Regions from separate parts of the Sus scrofa genome. Here all the other regions are linked to region 2. The links are chromatin contacts, called in public Hi-C maps. All regions are on one chromosome and are shown on one strand. Each heading gives the region's core, a stretch centred on a gene start, on an enhancer-like site or on the middle of the called end of the contact. The rest is flanking DNA. Distances are from core to core; before and after follow the strand shown.

Evidence for each region. A called contact is a pair of places that touch in the nucleus more often than the background predicts.
Region 1: a contact with region 2 is called in a Hi-C map of embryonic fibroblasts, with 1.9 times the contacts expected there. The contact joins the promoter of STK24 here to the promoter of FARP1 in region 2. A contact is called at or near these places in 1 of 5 promoter capture datasets (liver) and 5 of 47 Hi-C or Micro-C datasets (embryonic fibroblasts, heart right ventricle, retroperitoneal adipose tissue and 1 more).
Region 3: a Hi-C map of omental adipose tissue shows a contact between it and region 2, with 2.4 times the contacts expected there. The contact joins the enhancer-like site here to the promoter of FARP1 in region 2. A contact is called at or near these places in 1 of 5 promoter capture datasets (fetal skeletal muscle), 20 of 47 Hi-C or Micro-C datasets (alveolar macrophages, embryonic fibroblasts, fetal heart ventricle and 10 more) and 1 of 2 datasets of contacts at active chromatin or transcription factors (skeletal muscle).

What each region holds. Positions count from the first base shown.
Region 1 is chr11:67,564,339-67,567,038 of Sscrofa11.1, forward strand. It overlaps STK24 (serine/threonine-protein kinase 24), which reads right to left and starts at 1,304. Exons shown (of 11, transcript XM_021065380.1): 1 at 851-1,304. The coding sequence starts at 892.
Region 2 is chr11:67,143,187-67,145,886 of Sscrofa11.1, forward strand. It overlaps FARP1 (FERM, RhoGEF and pleckstrin domain-containing protein 1), which reads left to right and starts at 1,436. Exons shown (of 27, transcript XM_021065374.1): 1 at 1,436-1,861.
Region 3 is chr11:67,644,351-67,647,050 of Sscrofa11.1, forward strand. No RefSeq gene overlaps it. Among named protein-coding and RNA genes, the nearest start is that of SLC15A1, 45 kb to the right of the region's middle. Within about 2 kb of position 1,366, at least 16 of the 83 cell types and tissues checked have an H3K27ac peak or open chromatin away from gene starts, as enhancers often do. A contact at or near this core is called in fetal liver and omental adipose tissue, where this site is marked.

The DNA of each region.
Region 1 (2,700 bases), core at 54-2,553, 420 kb after region 2:
GGCGAAAAACTTGCACGCAGTCCTGTAAATTGGAAATGCAACTTCTCTCCCCGCCCCCACCCCCCGCACCCCTGCCCCCACTCCAAAAAAAGTCACTGGAAGGCCAAGGAGCCACCAAGTAGCATCGGAGAGGTTTACTGGGAAGGGACTGGGCTGCATCCAAGGCAAAGCCCAGCGTGCCGGGATCCACCCTCGAGGGCACGGGGTTCGAAGGATCCCTTCTTCCGGAAGGTTTACGGGCTCGCACTTTCCCCTCCGTCGGCACCAGGAGGAAACGCGCCGAACAAACGCGCTGGAAGTGGAGCTGGCAGTTACACCTTCCTCCACCCCGCCCTGCCTCCGCCGCCCCGCGGGCCCCGGACCAGTCGGGGCGCGCCCGGGGCTCCCCTCCCGCCTCTCAACTTTACTGCCCCCTCGCCGGGGCGGCCCGGGGCCTCCAGCGCCCGCCGCCCGCGCCGGGGCCCAGAGAGCGAGCCGGGCCTCCAAGGGCATTTCCCCACATCACTTCTCCCCGGGGATGGGCCGGCGCGGGGCCTGCGGCTCGGGAGGCGCCGGGGGCAGAGGACGCGGGCAGGGCGAAGCGCCGGCACCCCCACGGCCCCCTCGACCCCCTGCCCGCCGGGGCCGCCTCCAGGCCGCGGCCCCAGCTCCCTGCACCCTTCCGCCCCCGAGACCCAGGCCGCGGGGCCGCTCGGGGCGCCCCGGGGGCTGCGAGCGCGGCGCGGGAGGCCGGCGCGACCCCGGAAGGGGCAGCGGAGGGGGAGGGGGCCGTGTTTACACCGCCAAGTTCCCCGCTTCCGCCCCGGCCCGGGCATCCCTCGCTGCCCTCGGCAGCCGGGTTCCTGCCTACCTGCATGCCGGGCAGGCCCGACTGCACCGGGGAGTGAGCCATGGCGGTCAGGACAGCCACTTCCTGGGACGGGACGGCCGGGCCGCGGCGATCCGCGCGGGCGACGAGGCCCGCGGGCCGCGCGCAGCCCTCGGGCGGCGGGGGCGGCCGGCCAAGCCCGAGTCCGGCTTCGGTGGGCCGGCCGGAGCCCGAGGCCACCCCAGCCCCCGCGGGTCCCGGGCCGCGCGGCGGGCTCAGGGGCCGGCGGCGGGCCGCGTCTCCATGCACCGCGCCGGGGAGGGGCTGCCAGGGGCGCGGGGCCTCGCCGCGAGCTGCTTCCGCTCCTGCCGCCGCCGCTGCCGCTTCGGCGGCTGCTGCTGCCTCTCGGCTGGGAGCCGGCGGCCTGGGCCCGTGCGCTGGCCGCCTGGAGCCGGAGTGGGCGCGCACAGCCGGCCGAGCCTGCGAGCGCCGAGCGCGCCCCGCCCCGGCCCGGCCCCCGCGCCCGCCCCCGCGGCCCGGCCGGGGACCCCGCCCCGCGCTTCCGGGAGGGGGAGGAGGAGGCTGGCGGCCGCCGGGCGCCCTAGGCCGCAGCCGCCTGCGCTGCCGCCGGCCCGGGCGGGTGGGGGTCCGCGCGTCTCCCGCGGGCTGCGCCCCCCTCCCAGCCGGCGGGGCGGAGCTGGGAAGAGGGCGCGCGGGCGGGAGTGGGGAGGGGGACACAATCGAAGGCGGTCCCGGGGCGACCGCCCCCAGGCCCCGGCCAGTCGGGCGCCCCGGGGGACTGGGCGGCCAGGGCTCGCTGAGTGCCAACTCTTGCCAGACCATCTCCCTCCTGCCCTCCGCGCGAGCCCACCCCTCCCCGCCTGGCCCCGGGGAAGCGGGCTCCCGGCGACCTCTCCGGGGGCAGAGTCGGGGCCAGGGGGACCTCGAGAGGGAGCGTGCCCAGCGGGGCCTCAGCCAGTGGCCGGTTCAAAACTACCAGGGCGGAGCTTCTTGGTGTCTGGGTGAAGTTTCCAACCAACCCAAGGAGGAAAGCGGGAGGGGAGAGGCCGAGAGTAGTTAATTCCGCGTTTTGGCGACTTGAAAACACCCTGCTTGGAATACTAGGAGCTGTAAACTTAGCTGAGGAGTGGGGGGCTGAACCCCACCCTCTCTGGGCCCCGGAGAATATGCAAATTTAAGAATATGTAAATTACAATAGGGGATCGTCTGCCCCCGAGAAGGGGAAAGTGGGGGAGGGAGGGGGAGGAGGAAGGGACACAATGAAAGGAAACCCTGTCTAGACTTTCCCCTGGCCTTCTCCCGCTCTTTCCGCTGCCTCCACCTTTTAGACACCTCTCCTCCAACTACAGAGGAAAGAAATAAGAAGGAATGAATCAGTGCTGCCTCCAGAAAGTAGTATTTTATTTACAACGACAAACAGTGGCAGCCACTGCAGTGATGTGCCGTATCCCCGGTTGTGAGGACCGGTGAATGCCCACGTGGCACCGCGGGCGAGGTTGGACAAACAAAAATGAGCCCCCACGAGTTCACAGACTATTGGAAAAAACTAAAAAGTCCTCCCCCTGAAAAAAGGATTGTTTATTCTCTGAAGTGTCACTGTATTCAGAGCTCTGGATCAGACTAGGAGTGAGGTGCTAAAATGTAATCTTTGCCTTCCCTTTGGAAATCTGTATTCTCCCCCCCCCCCCCGGCGCCGCCCCCCCCAATTGGTCCAGAGGACTTTCAGAGACCTTGTCACTTGGTGGTGAAGCCGTGTCACCCCCAAGTACTGTGAAGAGAATGTAACAAATAGAAAGTTAAGAAAAGCATGAACCCTGATACTTGGGAGCGTGCCAGCATGTGTAAATTTAGTGCATCTAAAAAATGGGCAC
Region 2 (2,700 bases), core at 186-2,685:
AGGACCCTGAGTTGCCGAAGCTGTGGGGCAGGTTGTAGCTGCCTCTGGGATTTGATCCCTGGCCTGGGAACTTCCGTATACCACAGTGCAACGGAGGAAAAAAAAAAAAAAAATCCCCAAACCAACCCACACCCCAAAACCAGTTCAATATCTCAGAGTATGTCTATCTGCTCCAGACACCACTCAAACACGAGCTACGCACCAGCGCCCCGGGACCTCTAAGGCACCCTGTTCTTGTGTGAATCCGCTCTTCCCCAGGGGTCCCCCACCTGTGGTTCTGAGTTCTGTTGTGGCCTCTCGTGAAACCTGCCTCTAGGCTGAAGGTCGGAAACTTCTCTAAGGTGCAAAACGATCAGGGTTCTAGAGCCAGCCGCCCATCATTGGGCGGGTGTGCCCACTAGCCTGGGGATCTCGCAAAGGGTCGCCTTCCTTTCTAACCCGCTGCCGGCACGTCCCTTTCCCTCCACGCCTGAGAAGGGTCCATCTACACAGACAAGAAAGGGTAAAATCAGGGACTGAGGGAGGGGTGGGAGTGGAGACGGTAAAGTGGCAGCTCCCAGCTGGAGGGTGGGGACAATGCCTCTCCCCGTCTTGGGTCCCAGACTCCTCGGTGCTGCCTCTTGCTCCCTCCTCCATTGAGGTCCGGAACTCCCGAAGGCGAGTCTGCAAAGCAGCTCCTAACCTATTCCACTCCTTCCCCCGCGGGGCACTGCTCCTGTCCCCAGAGGGGGCGAGTGGGCCTGGGGATTGTCGGGGGATTCGTGGGGTCGGAGGACTCTGGGCCGCGGCGGAGGAGGAGGGGGGGGATGACAACCGCCCCTCCGGGATTAAGTCCCTAGCAGCCCAGGGTGGCGCCGGAAGCCCGCCGGTGTGGCCTGGGGAAAGGGGTGGTGCTCGTGGGTCCCTGCAAAGCGCCGCCGCTCGCGCGACCACGTAGTTAAAAGTCTTAGGTGGGCACACGGGCGGGGCTCTCCCTTGCGTGACCTCAACAACGATTTGCGGAGCCCGTGTCACCGATCGTCCTCCAGCTGCTCCCGGTTTTGCCGGTGCGCTCCACTCCTGCTTCCATATCTCGCTTTCAACCACAGGGGCCGGATCGGCGCGTCTCTGGTGGCGCAGCGCACTCCCCTGAGCTTCCTGCGCTCTGCCAGGCGCTGCCGCGCGGAGAGACCAGCTCCAGCCGTAGAACCAAGTAAGGCGCGGATCGGAGGTGGGCTCGCCCGGCCAGGGAGGGGCGCTCCGGGCCCGCGGCCCCGCGGCGCACCTGCCCCCTGGGCGGAGCGGGGCGGGGCGCGCCAGCGCGCAGGTCGCCGGCGCGGACGCTGGAGGGGGCTGTGGCTCTCCCGCTGTCCCCGCGGCTCGGGCTGCGAGGTTCCCGGGCGCCCCCCCCTGCCGAAGGGCCGGCCCAGGCCGGGGGAGGGGCGCGCCCGCCTTCACTTCCCGCTCGCCGGCCTGGACACGGCGGGGCCGGCGCGGGCGCAGGGCTGCGGGCACTCGGCTGGCGCGCGGGGCGGGGACGCGGCCGCCGCCCGCTTTGAGCCGCTGCTCCTCCCCAAGCGAGTGGCGCTCGGCCCGGCGTCGAGGCGGCCATGGCGACCCTGAGCCCGCTCCCCACCCACCCTGCCTGCTCCGCCCTCCCCTCCGCCCCGCGCCACCTTTGATGGCTCGGACCTCGGCCGGCCAGCGCCAGCCCTGCTTGCGCGTCCGCGCCGCCGCTGCCGCCGCCCGCGGGTATTAATAGCCGAGCGCCCCCGCCGCACGCGCAGCGGAGCCGCCGCGCCCTCGGCCGCCGGGGGCTCGGAGCTGCAGAGCCGGGAGGCCGGGAGTGGGAGCCGGAGCCGGAGCCGCCGGCGCCGTGGAGGTAGGAGGCGCGCGGCGAACAATGACCGCGCGGGGCGGGCGGGCGGCAACTTGGGCGCGAGTCGGGCGCCCGGAGCCGACCGACCGGGACGCGGGTGGAGGTGGTTGCGTGGCCCGCGGGTCCTGCCTGGAGGAGGTGGCGGCGGGGGGGATCGGGCTTCCCCTACCAAGGCGGGAGACTCGCCCGCCGGCCTCGGGGCAGCCCGGCAACAATAGCCGGAGCCCGGGGGCCTCGGGGCCCCGTACCGCCCTTTGCACCCTCCTCTTACCTCCCGGGACTCGGGCTGCCGGCTCCGCGCGCGTCCCCTCTCGCCTCCCCCGCCCCGCGGCGCCCTTCCCCCGCTTCCTCCCATCCCACCCGGCGCAGTGACAGCGCCGGACGCTGCTTCCGGACCTCCGGCCGCAATCTCGGCCCCCGAGGCCGACCGCGGGCCGGGAAGGTGGCCGTTTTCGCGGGTGCCCCCGCCTTCCCGGGTGCCCGCGGCTCGCCCACGCGCGGCGCGAGGAGCCTAGTGGGTGACAAAGAGGAACACACCCTCTGCCTAAGTTAGATTTTCCCCTCTTTACCGCCAGCCTTTATGGAGAGGAAAGTTGTTTTTTTTATTCCCTCTTTTTTTCTTCCTTTTCTTTTCCTTTTCTTAAAGCAAAGGACACAGATTTTTGTGGTGAGCATTTCAAAACAACTTCTGATTGTGGTTTTACGATTTAAGTTCCGGAAACTTTAGCTGTGTGATCCGGCCAGACCTTTGAGTGTGTGCGTGTGTGTGTGTGTTTTATTTGAAGGGAAAAAATGAGTTCCCCGTAGTCAGTCTGGATGTCGTTTATGGCCCTTAGAGCCCA
Region 3 (2,700 bases), core at 116-2,615, 500 kb after region 2:
GTTGTTCCTGAAAGGCCCGCTCTAACACGAATCATGGTGTCTGCCCCGTGTTTTTACCATTTCTGTGTGCTCTCGCATGATGTCAAATGCTGTGGTTTCAACTTTGGTTGCTAATAATCCCTGGAGCATGTAGAAAAAAACAGATGCCCAGGCCGCAAGCCCAGAGCTCTGATTCCACGGCCTGCGGAGGCCCAGGCACTCATTAGAGCCCCCTGGGCGATTTTAAGGAGCAGCCCGTGTTGAGAACCACTGTCCCAGCTTCCCAGTGAGCAGGGAAGGACCCAAGGCCCTCCAAGGTCAGCCTGAGTCACCTCTCCCTTGGCCCTTGCTCACCACACTCCAGACACAGGAGCCTCTTTTCTGTTCTCAGACACACCAACCATATTCCCATCTCAGGCATCCGCCCTGGGTCAGACCCCTTCCAGAATGTTCTTCCCCTGTCTTGCTCCCTTACTCCATTCAGGTCTCCGCTCAAATGTCATCTCTTCCGAAGGCCCTCCTTGGCCACCTCAGCTGAAATACCAGCCATCACCCTTTAGTCTGTTTATTTTTGCTTCACAGCACTTATCAACACCTGACATTATTATCTATTTATTAGTTTATCTGGCCTATATCAGTACCTGAAAAGCAGTAGATGCTTAATGAATATTTATTGCACAAACAAATAAATGGATGAGGATAATGTTGAGTCATGCATACTCTGGCTTGTAGGAAGTACTCGATAAACCTGTATTTTTTCCCCAACTCATCCAAAGCCAGTGTTTCCACCGGCCGCCTGGGGCCAACCTGAGGAACAGCGACCCCTGCTGGAATCTGTATCTGAGTCCCAGGAATAAAAGAGGTCCACTCTGCCAGTCCCAAGAATAAGATTTCTAGAAATATAAACACACAGTATATGCCCAGGCTTTCTGATGCGCATTCACAAAAAATTCCTAGTAGGATATTTCTCAGTCTTTTGTTAACTCGTTTCCCCCCAAGGATGTTCTCTTCTGCCATCTTGTGGCCGAACTGGGGAACTGCCAGGCCAGCCGTTGTGATGACCTTGCTTCATCAGAGCTGGGCCTGCCCAGAGCCACTAAACAAAACACCTGCTGGCATTCGCCCAGGGCCCCCGCCCTGCCCAGCTCCTCAGGCTTGTTTTTTGGGTTTTTTTTAAGAAGCAGGAAGTAACTGAGGTGACTGCCTTGACTGGTGGTGGCTTCTGCTGTGGGACAGTGGAGAGAGAAGGGCCTGGGGGCCACCCCCCAGACCCCAGATTCCCAGCCTGATTTGCCCTCCCATCCTGACACATCCCTAGGTAAACCCATCACAGCTGGACCCGGACGATCTGGTCTGGGTACTCAGTAAATGCTGGTCAACTCCACACTCATGGGTCATCTATTTTGTACCCTTGGTATGTTAAACTGTAATAATAGCCCAGAGGAGGTGCTTACTAAGTAGCTTGACTGGAACAATGGCTGCTGGCATTTACAGAGCCCTTACTGCGTGCCAAGCACTGCTGGAGGCCCAAGCACTTCACATACACTGTCTCACGAATTAGGCTGATCAGCTCGTCCCAGCTTTTGCCCCTGAAACTCCCTGAGACCCTGACAAAAAGGGACAGTTGGACCCAGTACTCATCAGCTCAGGCTGCCTCAACAAAAGGCCACGGCCTGGGGCTTAACCAACAGGCATTTGTTTTCTCACAGTTCTGGAGGCTGGAGGTCCAAGAGGAAGATGCCATCAGGGTTGGTTTCCGGTGAGGCCTCTCTTCCCGGCTTGCAGACGGCTGCCTGGCCAAGGGGGTGGGGGGTAAGGAGAGAGGGAGGGTGGGGGGGAGAGAGGGAGGGGGAGGGGAGGAGAGGGAGGGGGAGGGGAGAGAGGGGGAAGGGAAGGGAGAAAGGGGGAAGGGAGCGATCTCACTTCTGGATCCTTTAACCCACTGTCTGGGGCTGGGGATTGAACCTGCATCCTGGTGCTGCAGCGATGCCACCATAAGGAGAACTCCTCTGGATCTCACTTCTTCTAAGGCCACTGATCCTGCCCGAGGGCTCCCGCCCACCTGGGCTGCCTGCTGTAGGCCCTTAGCACTTATTGGACACATGTGGGTGGTGACGCTTCCTCGCTGAGTGGAACATGTTGAGAATTCTTCCCAGGCGTGCAGACCAAACCAAGGAGCAGGTAAGGCGAACACACCTCACTGGAGGTTAGTCTCGTGGAGCGTGAAATCTGCTGAACAGCAGGGGGCAGCTGTGACTGTCCTCTCTGGCCAAAGGGACAGCTGAGGGCAGGGCCTGGCACTTTTTCTTGGCAATTGCAAAGCTGGGGACACCTGCAAAACCGAGCTCTGTGAGAGCTGCCTCCTGACTCGCTCCTCCCTGAGCCACATGTGAAACATGAAGTGTTACAGGAAACACTTTTTTCTTCTTTTTACGGCCACACCTGTTGCATGTGGAGGTTCCCAGGCTAGAAGTCGAATCGGAGCTACAGCTGCCAGCCTACACCACAGCCACAGCAACATGGGATCCAAGCCGCGTCTGCGACCTACACCACAGTTCACAGCAACGCCGGATCCTTAACCCACTGAGCGAGGCTAGGGATTGAACCTGCATCCTCATGGATGCGGTGTGAATTTTTAACCCACTGAGCCGCAATGGGAACTTCCTTGATCCAGTGCTCAGGGCAGTACAGTCCCCAGCCACAAAGCCCACTGTCTGGACC